3 separate regions of the Mus musculus genome follow, and regions 2 and 3 are each linked to region 1. The links are chromatin contacts, called in public Hi-C and promoter capture Hi-C maps. All regions are on one chromosome and are shown on one strand. Each heading gives the region's core, a stretch centred on a gene start, on an enhancer-like site or on the middle of the called end of the contact. The rest is flanking DNA. Distances are from core to core; before and after follow the strand shown. Region 1 holds the start of 1700048O20Rik (RIKEN cDNA 1700048O20 gene). Region 2 overlaps Snrk (SNF related kinase). Region 3 holds the start of Nktr (natural killer tumor recognition sequence).

Region 1 (3,627 bases), core at 731-3,230:
TCCCACCTCGTAAGCACAATGGTTCAATGGGGGTGATGGCAACCCTGGCTGGCTACCCTTTTATTTATTCTCCTTATTTCCCTATTATTAGCCTTTGTATCCTGTCTTTCAAAAGCATATTTATTTTTATTTATGCGTATGTGTGGGTGTATCTGCATGTGTATGCACATATATGTATGGTGCCCCAGGAGGCTAGAAGACAGCACTGGAGACATAGACAGTTGTGAGCCACCTGACATGGGTTCTGGAAACTGAACTCTGTTCCTCTGCAAGAGCAGCAAGTGCTCTTAACTACCAAGTCATCTCTCCAGCACCTGAACCTGTGGTTTAAACTAACCCAGGGGTTGGAGCAGCAGTTAACAGAACTCGGTGCTTTTTCAGAGGACTGAGTTTTGGTTTCCCGTACCCACATGGCATCTAACAACCACCTGTAACTCCATTCCAAAGGACCTAATATTCTTTTCTGGCCTTTGTGGGCACTACATGCACACGGTGCACAGACATGCAGGTAAAACACCCGTACACATAAAATAATAAATGAGATATGGGCTATCTAAGCCCTTTGTCCTCTTCAGACTGAACCCCTTGATTCAGGACACCACCAAAAGTCATGGCAACAACATCTGGCTCCTCCAAAATCTCTAATTCCAAAATCTGTTCCATGGCAACATCCCAATTCAGCCCAAAGCAGCCCTCTGAAATCTATGCCTGAAGTCTGGCCCCATTGCTCTCCCAACCCATCACAAAACAAACGGCAGAAAATATCAGCTCTAGTGGCACCAAGTCACATTTAGTGACATCTTGTCCCCATGTGCCACACCTTAGCTGATGCCCTGATTCTTACCACCTGCCAGCTGAAATACCCTGCTCCGCAAACAGTGGCCTCACTGCAAGCTCAGCTCTCCTAGAAATGGCTAACCTCATTTTCTCATCTCTAGAGCCTCACATTACCTCTTTCCTGACCTGTAGACACAGGTCTATAAGTGAGGGGTGGGGGGAGGGCAGGTGCTCTGTGGAGTTGCTTATCCCTTGTCTCTGCATCTCTACTCTAACAAAGAAAAGTTGAGCATGAGTAAGAGATAGAACAGTATAAAGCTCAACCCCTCTCGGAGATATCAGAGGTGGCAGCAGGAGCCAGGCAAGCACGCCCATTGCTGGTGCTTGAGTCTGCATCTGGGAAGCCCAGTCTAAATAAGTCTACAAATTTTTTGCACCACTTTTTTTTTTTAATGTTAAATGTCTTTGTGGTACACAATGAGATCACTTAGTTCAAGCCTGGACTTCTGTTCAACTGGCCCTCAAGGTTTCTTGGAAGGCATCCATACTTTCTAAATGAATCCAGCCACATTCAGATCTTCCACACCTCTGACTCCTCCTATAGGTCCTTGTAAGTGGTTCTGCCCAGATGGCAGGGAAACCTGGGCCTTGGAAGCCCAGGAACCGCACAGTTCTGAGGGGGAAGGGTCAGGTATCCCAGTGGAAGGGAACCCTGAGACACGGCCGATAGGAAGCCTCCTCAGCAGAGGCATTGTAGCTCCCAGGGGAAGGTAGCCCTGCTCCACTTTCTCACTCGGTTCCATCTTTTTATTGCTTCTTGGCTTTTCCTGATGAGAGAGTCACGATAGGTGGAAAGTCTCATGAAAGAGATTTATTCAGGGTAAGGAGGGATGAATCCAGACATGGCTGGCTGCCCTCTGTTCCCAGAAGCAGACAGCAGAGAATTGGACAAAGGGCAGGGCTTATGTAGAATTTCTTAGGAGGCAAAGCTTTTCAGAGCAGAGATTTCCCGGATGAGGATTGGTGAGATTTCAAGTCCTGAGTTTGGGGAGCTCAGGGATTGGTGGGTTCTCCTGCTCAGGGATTGGTGGGTTCTCCTGCTCAGGGATTGGTGGGTTCTCCTGCTCAGTGATTGGTGGGTTCTCCTGCTCAGTGATTGGTGGCTTTTTTCCCCACCACCTTTTCCCTGCATTAGACCTATGGGTTAGGATGAGAGGTCCTTCCTGGCTGCAGGTGGCTTTGGTTGAGGTAGCATCTCTGTGGAACTGCTGGGGAGGTGGAGAGGAGGTGCTGCCACTGTGGACAGCTCCTGTGGGATAGATAGTTCCTAAGGCTGTAGGCTGAGGCAAGAAAGGTGTTGCCACCATAGACAACTCTTGAGGGACAGCTCCTGCTGATGGCGGGAAAGGGGATGAGCCTCCTGCAGACTGAGGAAATGTCCTCTTGCTGCCATTCTTTGACAGTTCCGGAGGGGCATCTTACTGGCTATAGGTTGGAGCAGGAAGGAGGGGCTGGCTGCCACTTGGACTGATTTGCAGAGTGCTTGCTTCTTCCAGACAGCTCCTGCTGAGGTGGGAAAGGAAATGTGCCACCTGTGTCAGTTGCAGGCAGAAGAGGTGTTGTGGAGACGTCATTTTTGACAGCTCCTGTGGGCATCTTGTAGGCTGGGACAGGAAGGAGGGGCGGGCCACCGCTTTGAGGGGTTTGTAGCGCTGCTTAGGAACTTCAGTTAGAAACAGAGAAAAGCAGCCTTGTATGGGTGAGCCATGTAGGGTGGGAAAATGTTTAGCATCTTCAATAGGGAGTCAGCCCTCCTGCTCCTAAGTTCACTTGGGCAGGTCCACTGCCCACTGCTCAGTGGAATAAACAACCTTTCTTCTTGCTCTTGCCTCCTCTCTGACGAGGTCGCTTTGTCAAGAAGCCTGACTCTCGCTAGACCACGCACAGCGCGATCAAGATTATGGGGTCCTCCAAGATTCCTAGAGAGACTCACAGAGGATTGGCCGGTCGGTGAGATGATGTATTTCCGGGCCAGGAATCTTTAAAACCTGAGAGCGTGGATGGTGAGAGGCCGTTAGAATCCCTCCGTAGGTGAGTGTGAGGAAACATGAGGAAGGCTTGGTTGGCATGGACCTGAGGGAGGGAAGGTGGTCCTCTTGGGCCCCAGGCTTGCCTACCGGGGTGCTGGAGAGAGGGGCGCGGTCTGAAATGGAAAGAGGGCGCTGTGGACGCGACGCCTGGGCGGGAAGAGGGCGCTGAGGGTCAAAGGCTTCTACAGCCTAACTACAGGGAGAGACATGGAGGCCCCAATGAGGCTGGGCAGGGAGGGTGACACCCGGGTCGGTGAGGAAGAGGCTTGGAGCAGAACAGCTTGAGATGCAGGCAGGAAGATTGTGCAGGAAAATGGCACAGTGGGCCTTAAGCAGGCGGACCTGAAGTGTAGGACAAGGCAGCGGAGGACATGGCATTTTTGTCAGGGTGTCTTCCATGACTTAAACCTTAGTGCTGCTGATTAGTGTGTTAATGTTAATTCCCAAAAAGGTATTTGTAAGAAAGCACCTAATGTGTGTTGGATCTAACAGTTTTCGATGTTTATATGAAAAATGTCTTGACTTAGCTCTTTGTACCGTCCTTTATACTCTTCATATTTTTATCTGTTAGATATCCATGCCACAGGCAGTTGTTCACATCTCAGGTATTATCTTCAAGCACAAATCTCGCCCATCCACTCCTCTGAACGACAGCAGGCTTACTTTCTAATTATTAAAGGATGAATTTACCCAGAGCAGAAAATATAACTAAGAAACGAGACTGCTTTGCTTCCCTGTACTAGAATATTTGAAATCATAT
Region 2 (3,627 bases), core at 462-2,961, 230 kb after region 1:
CGTCACAGAGGGAAGGAGCAGAACCACCACACCCATAGTGGACCAAACTACGTCCTTGCTGTAGCCAGGGACTCGTCCCCTAGCCGAGTTACAGTAGTGTATAATTAAATATTGTGGGAAAGTTAGTCTTGTATTTTTCTGTGTGTATATATATATAATTATGTACTTCTGGAATTCTATCTGTATTTAAAGATGTGACAATCTTGACACCAATTTTAATAGTCATGAGCCTGAACAAAGATGTCCTAGAGCCAGAGTTGGTATGTGCTGAGAACACAAACTTGTCAGCTAATTGGTCAGATGCCTCTAGTTCTGACCAGTCTTTTTCCTTGTGTGAACATTGACAGGTATGTGACAGATGGGAAATAATCCAATAATAAAGTGACATACTGATGTTCAGCAATAGAAGCCGAGTCTGTGTTCCTTTTATGAGACATGCCCAGTCCAGCACTAGGAGATGCGGTTTGCTTTCTGTGGGCCCTGCTCACTTGGTGGGGCTGAAAAAAACAGTTCTATCCACCGGTGTCAGGTGGCACCAGAGAGGCCTAGTTTACTATCCAAAGGGCAGCATTTCCTTTAAACCGTCTGGACAGAAGGAATCCAGAACTTAATTCTGTTTCATCTGCTTGTCCTCATTTGGCTGGTTCCTACTTTAGCAAACAAAGCCATTAGAACTGCCACACGCCCCCACAGTCTGCTTTGTATGTCCGCACGTGTTCTGCCCTTCCTTTACTGTGGTACCAAGGTCTGCCCTCTCCCTGGCAGCCATGAGGCCTGTCGTAGTCATTGGCAGCCACTCTAGCCAAAAGCTGCCCCACCTGCAGTCCACTTCCTCACATTGCTGGCACACTAGGTCCTCTTACTGCTGCATCCTGGCTCGGTGACTTTGCTGGTCAGCATAACCTTCATTTGCAAAATCCAGAAGACAGATCTTGGAATGACTTGAGAGACATCTCACGTGGTACACTATTTGACTGTAACACAATTCAGTCAGTTTTAGAGCATTCAATGGTTTGTGTAACTATTTCCATAATCCATTTTCACACATCCAAAACAAGGTCTTGTGGCAAGATCAGCTTGCTTTTTCCTCTGCTTTCCCACTGGTCTTCGGCAGTCACAGCCCAGGGTCCAACATCAGTTGTGTGAGAGAATTTGCTAAGTTGGGTTCTTCCAGCTAGAGATATGCCATCTTTCTAGACTCCTCTTCCTCTCTGCCTCAAAGAGATGAGTCAACGTTGACTTTAACTAACTGGTGCAAACTCAAGACCATAGGCCAGCAAGCCTTCCAGACATACCTATATCTCCCCCAGGAACACATACCCACCACCTCTGACTCAATACATAGATACATCTAGCCAGCATGTCACTCTCCCAAGCCTTTGGAATTCTTCCTGTCCTGGTGGTACTCGCTCCTCAAATGGCAACGGCAGAAGTTCTACGAACAGGAATTCTTAGTAGCGGCCTGTACTGGTTGCTTGTTTACCTTGGCTGACAGTTTAAAGGAGGCATGGTATGTTTTGGCTCGAGAATAAAGTCCACCATAGTGGGGAAGGCATGGAGGTGGGAGCTCGGGATAGCCATAGATTGTCATATGCATCTAGAGTCAGGAACCAGAGTGTGTGTGCTGCTGCTCAGCTCTCATTTGTCTGGCAATTAGGATAGGTTTGTCTACCTCAGCTAATCTTTAATTCCTCACAGACCTCCTCCTTCTCCCCAAGGCTAAATCTAGATAATCCTCTCAGGTAAGGACAGGATTGTCTCCTAGGTGATCCTGGATCCTACTCTGTCCCTTGCCAGCTTGGTATCCAAACACAGCACGTCTACCCCTTCCTTCCCTGAGACAGACAGGTTTGTGGCTGTCTCAATGCAAACTGCATTCAGTCTAACTTCAGAAGCCCCATAGTCTTTAACAGTTCCAGCATATCTAAAAGGTCCTGAGCCCGAGTCTCATCCGAAATGCAAAGCCGTATCAGCCATGAGCACCTGTAAAATGAACAAGCTTCCAGCACACAATGGTTCAGAGTAAACATCTCTGAACTCAGAGAGAAAGCAGGTGCATTGCCATCCTGAGCACAGCACACTGTTTTCATAGGACAGGCCCTCCATGAGGTTGGGTCTTTCCCTAGGGCTTCTTAGCAGGAGCACTGGTCTCCTTGGTGCTAATCTCCACAGCAACAGCAGTGCTGGTGTATGCATGCTCTTTGTCTGGGACTTTTTAATTTGCTTGAAATCTTTTCCCCCATCAAACTGAATTTTAAAGATCTTGCCCAGATTTTTGCTCATTTTTCACCATGGATATGTAAAACAGCAGCGTGGAATAGCTATGTCATAGCTTGAATGGTCTAATGTCTTGAAATTTCTTCCATCAAACAAATCAGTCCACTTAAGTTCATCTCAAGATCTTGGGAGATGGGTGATCTTTGCTAGAATATACTTTGAATAGCGTCTAGCCCAGCTCCTAAGGAAGTCATGTCTCTGGAACTTCATGAGGGGACCTCCACTGCCTTCATTTCTCTCAGTATACCTGTCTTCCAGGTTCCTTCCAGAATGACCCATCGATCCCCACTTAACAGGATTTGAGAGTTTTTCTGGCCCAAAGTTCCAAAACTCTCACATTTCTCCTGGAAAATAGTCCCAAAGGCCTCAGACCCACACAGATTGATCATGGCAGTGAGCCTACTGTTCTGCACTAATTTTGTTGCTGAGATAAAATATCTGATAAAAGACAGTTTGAGAGGAAGTCTCATTTTGGCTCTGTTTTTCTGCCACCCTGGCCATGAAGCCAAGATCCCAGCATCCTTCTGTGACTGAGTGAGTCTTTCTTAGCCTCTGTGTTGGTCCTGCCTGAACCTCTCCTGCCGGCACCCTGGTATGTGACTCCACCTTCACTCACTGAAAGTTCCCCAGGGTTTTCTACTTCTGTTGTCTGTTCTCTACCCAGAAATGTAAGAGGTCCATTTAAACTAAACCAGAGAAGTGGCTCAAAGGCCAAGAGCACTGCCTGCTCTTACAGACAACCTGGGTTCAATTCCCAGCACCCACATGGCAGCTCACAACCATCAGTGACTCCAGGCCTGAATGATCCAATACCCTCTTGTGGCCTCCTTGGGCAAGACACACATAGTGTACAGACATCCTGCAGGCAAATACCCCATACACGTACAAATAAATAAATCATTACATTGTGTTGTTTTACAAGGTGCTTAATTTCCAAGTATGGGGATTTCCCATCTCAGTCCCTGCTGAGTTTTCTAGCTGGATTCTGTCTTCTCATCAGAATACGATTACTCCAGTCTTTTTAAAAATACAAAACTTGTTTTCTGAAATGATGTGTAGCCTGGTTTGGTAACTTATTTTGTGTGACCGCTGGGTGTCCTACACCAGTTGGTTCTCCACGCAGCTCTTCTCTGCCCTCTATCGGCTCGCCGGCCCCACTTTGTCCTCTGTCCCCTGTCAGCTCGCCTGCCCCCTTTGCCTCCTTACCAGTCCTTGAGATGCTTAGAGAATTGGGGACAGTGGCCTCCATTCTCAGCCCTGGTGCCCACTTGAACAAACATGGACAAGACTCTCCTGGGGTTAAGGAAAGTATCTTCCTTCCGTTTTGTGGTTGGAAAAGAAGTGTGTTCC
Region 3 (3,627 bases), core at 458-2,957, 220 kb before region 1:
AGACTGGCCTTTGAGTCACAAAGAGCAACCTGTCTTTGCCTACTAAGTGCTGGGTGCTGTGATTAAAGGTGCGTGCCACTATACCCATCGTAAGTGAGGACTCAACAGCTGAGCCATCTCTCCAAACACAGAGACAACATAGTAGAACCGATTTAAGCTTATCCCGGCTTATAAATAAATGAGTGGAGGGTAACTCCTAATGTACTCTTCTAACTGCTGTCCTGGCTACCTCCCTTGGGTGTACCCCAGATATGGACTGTTTTTTCTGGCTGTGTGCTCATCCTTTGCCTCCCCCCATGGGGGCTTCCTCTCTCCCATTCCTCCTTCTACACTTGGTCTCTCTTTTCTCCTTACTCTTCCCACCCAGGTAACTCAAAATCCACCTACCTCGAATCCCTCCAGTAATTGGCTGTAGCCAATTTTATTTAACCAACAGTTTTAAATTAAGGAACAAGGTACAAAAGCTTGGAAAGACGGTAAGTCACTCGTAGGTTTAGGTTTTTGGATATGGAATTTTGCTTTATGTAACAGACCCAACCTCAACACTGATTGTGATTAAAATTTTCTACAACAGCACATTTTTTAAAAAAGATTTATTTATTATATGTAAGTACACTGTAGCTGTCTTCAGACACTCCAGAAGAGGGCATCAGATTTCATTATGGATGGTTGTGAGCCACCATGTGGTTGCTGGGATTTGAACTCGGGACCTTCAGAAGAGCAGTCGGCGCTCTTAACCACTGAGCCATCTCGCCAGCCCCAACAGCACATTCTTATTGTGTACCTTTTGTTTTGAGACAGGATCTACCTAGCCCTGACTGGCCAGGAAGACAATATGTAGAACTGACTGACCTCAGACTGAGAGCCACCTACCTCTGCCTCTCGAGCCGCTGGGATTAAAGGCTGTGTATTATTGCTCACAGACTTTCCTTTTGTAAGGTTTTACTTTCTGTTTTGCCTGCATGTATGTCTGGGCACCATGTGCATGCTTGGTGTCCACGGAGGTCAGGGGAGCGCGATGGAAACCCTGAAACGAGATGGTTGTAAGCCACCATGCGGTTATTGAGCTGGGCTTTGAACCAGGTCCAATGCAAAAGCGGCCTCTAGACCATCTTAACTGCTAGACCATCGCTCCTGTCAACTGGTTTGGTTTCTTCACAGGTCTCAGGTATCTCAGGCTGACCTTGAACTTCTGAATCTCCTGCCTTTACCCACCAAGCGCTGGTGCGCAGGTGTAAACGCTACGGTTTGTGTTTTGCTTCGGGGTTTTGTTGTTGCCTTGATTTTTGTTTCCTTTCGTTGTATTTCTGAGAAAGCCTCAAGTGACCCAGGCTGGCCTCGAGCCGGCGGCCAGCCTCGTCTCACCCTGGCGGGCAAGGGAGGCACATCTGGCTCCATCTGGTCCTCGATTCTTTTAACGCGAGACAAACAGCGTGACCGCATCAACCACGAGAGAGAACAGGTCACCCGCCACGTCGGCCGGAAGCCTGGGATTCACCCTGCGTTCATCCACTGGCCACGCAATCAGAAATCTCGCGGTGCTGCATGAGTGAGCCGTGGTTGACAGCTCGCACACGTCTGCGCACTCGGGATTGGACAGGGGATCCTGAGGGGCGGGGCACGAGAGCCCTGGCGCGGACCGCCTACTCCGACCCCACACCCCGCTCGGCGGCGAGACGAACTCTCGCGACGCTTGCGTCCGGCCTCGCGAGCTCTGGCGTGGCGCTCGCCGGCTGGCCCTCACGGGGAAGAGGTGGCGTTCCGTTGGTGACGTTAGGCTCCGGCGGCGCCGGCAGGGCGTTCTCCGGAGCTGTGCGGCCAGGTGAGAAGCTCGACGGGAGCGCGGGTAGCCGCGGCTGGGGTGGGCGGGCGGGCGGGTGGGCAGGGTGGGGCGGCCTCTCGTCGGCCGCGTCCCTGTCAGGCGGGCCGGGCCCCGCCCCGCCCGGCCGCCCGCCTGCCCTCAGCGCCCTCCTCCCTGTCCGCAGCTCGCCGCCGTCCCGCTGCTGCGCTCGCGATGGGCGCCCAGGACCGGCCGCAGTGTCACTTCGACATCGAGATCAACCGGGAACCGGGTGAGCGGGGCGGGCCCCTCTGTGGGCCCGGGTCGGGGTGGAAGTGGACGCGGCGGAGCCGGAGCCGGAGCCGGGCGGGGGCGGGGCGGGGCGGGCTCGGCCGGCCAGAGCTGCGGAGCCGCCGCGGTCACGAGCCGGCCAGCTGCCCTCCGCTGTCCCTCGGGAGCCTTCCCGAGAATGTACTGGCTCCGGGAGACGTGGCTGGAGAGGAGAGACTGAAGGGCTTGTGCGGGTTCTGTAGCCCCGGGATTGCTCCTAGGCTGCGGCCGCGATGTTTGGTTTTTTTTTTTTTTTTTTTGGAAGTCCAGTGTGCAGCCATTCATTAATCCCGAGGCGTCGACGTCTCTGTGTGCAGAGAGGTGGCTGCTGCACACATCGGTGCGCACACATGTAAAGGTCGCGTGTGTATCGAGCAGGAACATGTGTACGGATGCGCGGTTCTCAACCGACAGGGATCTTAACTGGAGGTGTGTGGTGTGCGCCACGTCTTAGGTCGCAGTGGACTCGCAGGAGAGCTGCTTGTCCTGGGCTCTGGAAGGGCAGCAGTGACTAAAGCAGGGCTGCTGCTTCTTTTATGTTGACGTCCTGGGGGAAAGAGGCAGGAAGTGAAGGGGTAAAAACCGCATTCCCTCCAGTAGTGCTGTTTTAGTCAGGCGGTGAGCGAGAAAGGCCATCTTGAGAAGATGACATTTGAGTAGGTGCGAAGCCGAACCTGTGGAGGGACGCCTTTGAGAACTGTGCTTGGTAGTGGCAGCCAACGGTTAGCTTGGGTTCTGAGACAGCGCTTGTGTTTCTTGAGGGAAAGCGAAGGTCCCGGTCTGGCTGGAGTAGAGGGAACAGAATAAGGAAAACTCAGGCTCTAGGATAAAAGGAAGACGGTGACGGTTCTGAACAAAGGATTGGAGCGATCTTAAACGTTCTGTTTTTCTCATCTAACATTTCGACCCTGACTGTAGCTGCAGTTTATTTAGCATTTACCAAACTTACTCTGGAGATTTTTCACGGATTTTTTTTTTTTTTTTGCAAAACTAATGTATTAACATACTCAGAAAGTAATAGGAATATAACTGGGAAGTATTTTCCTCGAATAACCAAGGACCTGACTTTGATCCCCAACACCACAGATGGATGTCAGTCTTGAAAAGAATGTACTTAACATGGCTATACATCTTCGTTTAATGTCTTTTTTTTTTCAGGCGTCTTCTATTTTTAACCTTTTAAATTTTGTTTTGTTTTTGTATTTCAAGACAGGGTTTTTCTGTGTAGACCAGGCTGTCGTAGAACTCAAAGAGAACCGAGTGCTGGGATAAAAGGTGTCCACCACTATTGCCCCACTTATTTTTAAGAATCAGCCAGAAGCAGTGGGAGAGTGCTTGTCTGGGAAGAGTGCTTGCCTGTTGTATTGTTGGCTCCAAGTTCAATTTCCAGCGTCACAAATAAAAGTATCTGATTTAGATTTACTTTGATAAGCAGAGGTGATGCAGAAATCAAGATGTACTGTTAAGGATTAAGTATGTACTTTCAGTTACCATGAGTACAAATACAAAACAGATTT

The links. Promoter capture Hi-C pulls out the DNA fragments that hold promoters and counts their contacts. A called contact is a pair of places that touch in the nucleus more often than the background predicts.
Region 2: a Hi-C map of stem cell-derived neural stem cells shows a contact between it and region 1, with 1.7 times the contacts expected there. The contact joins the enhancer-like site here to the promoter of 1700048O20Rik in region 1. A contact is called at or near these places in 2 of 39 promoter capture datasets (embryonic stem cells and hippocampal neurons), 12 of 484 Hi-C or Micro-C datasets (the N1E-115 cell line, brain, cerebral cortex and 5 more), 2 of 115 datasets of contacts at active chromatin or transcription factors (embryonic stem cells and pancreatic cancer cells) and 5 of 9 other capture datasets (adipose tissue, embryonic stem cells, liver and 2 more).
Region 3: a promoter capture Hi-C map of pre-B cells shows a contact between it and region 1. The contact joins the promoter of Nktr here to the promoter of 1700048O20Rik in region 1. A contact is called at or near these places in 3 of 39 promoter capture datasets (the C10 cell line, cranial neural crest and pre-B cells), 4 of 115 datasets of contacts at active chromatin or transcription factors (the 230-238 cell line, the SCID.adh cell line, extraembryonic endoderm stem cells and 1 more) and 1 of 9 other capture datasets (liver).

Annotation. Positions count from the first base shown.
Region 1 is chr9:121,935,295-121,938,921 of GRCm38.p6, forward strand. 1700048O20Rik (RIKEN cDNA 1700048O20 gene) reads left to right here and starts at 1,981. Exons shown (of 5, transcript NR_033553.1): 1 at 1,981-2,025; 2 at 2,682-2,868.
Region 2 is chr9:122,169,295-122,172,921 of GRCm38.p6, forward strand. It overlaps Snrk (SNF related kinase), which reads left to right. Exons shown (of 8, transcript NM_001357775.1): 8 at 1-408. Among named protein-coding and RNA genes, the nearest start is that of Snrk, 54 kb to the left of the region's middle. Within about 2 kb of position 1,712, at least 15 of the 459 cell types and tissues checked have an H3K27ac peak or open chromatin away from gene starts, as enhancers often do. A contact at or near this core is called in stem cell-derived neural stem cells, where this site is marked.
Region 3 is chr9:121,717,474-121,721,100 of GRCm38.p6, forward strand. It overlaps Nktr (natural killer tumor recognition sequence), which reads left to right and starts at 1,708. Exons shown (of 17, transcript NM_010918.2): 1 at 1,708-1,822; 2 at 1,986-2,072. The coding sequence starts at 2,015.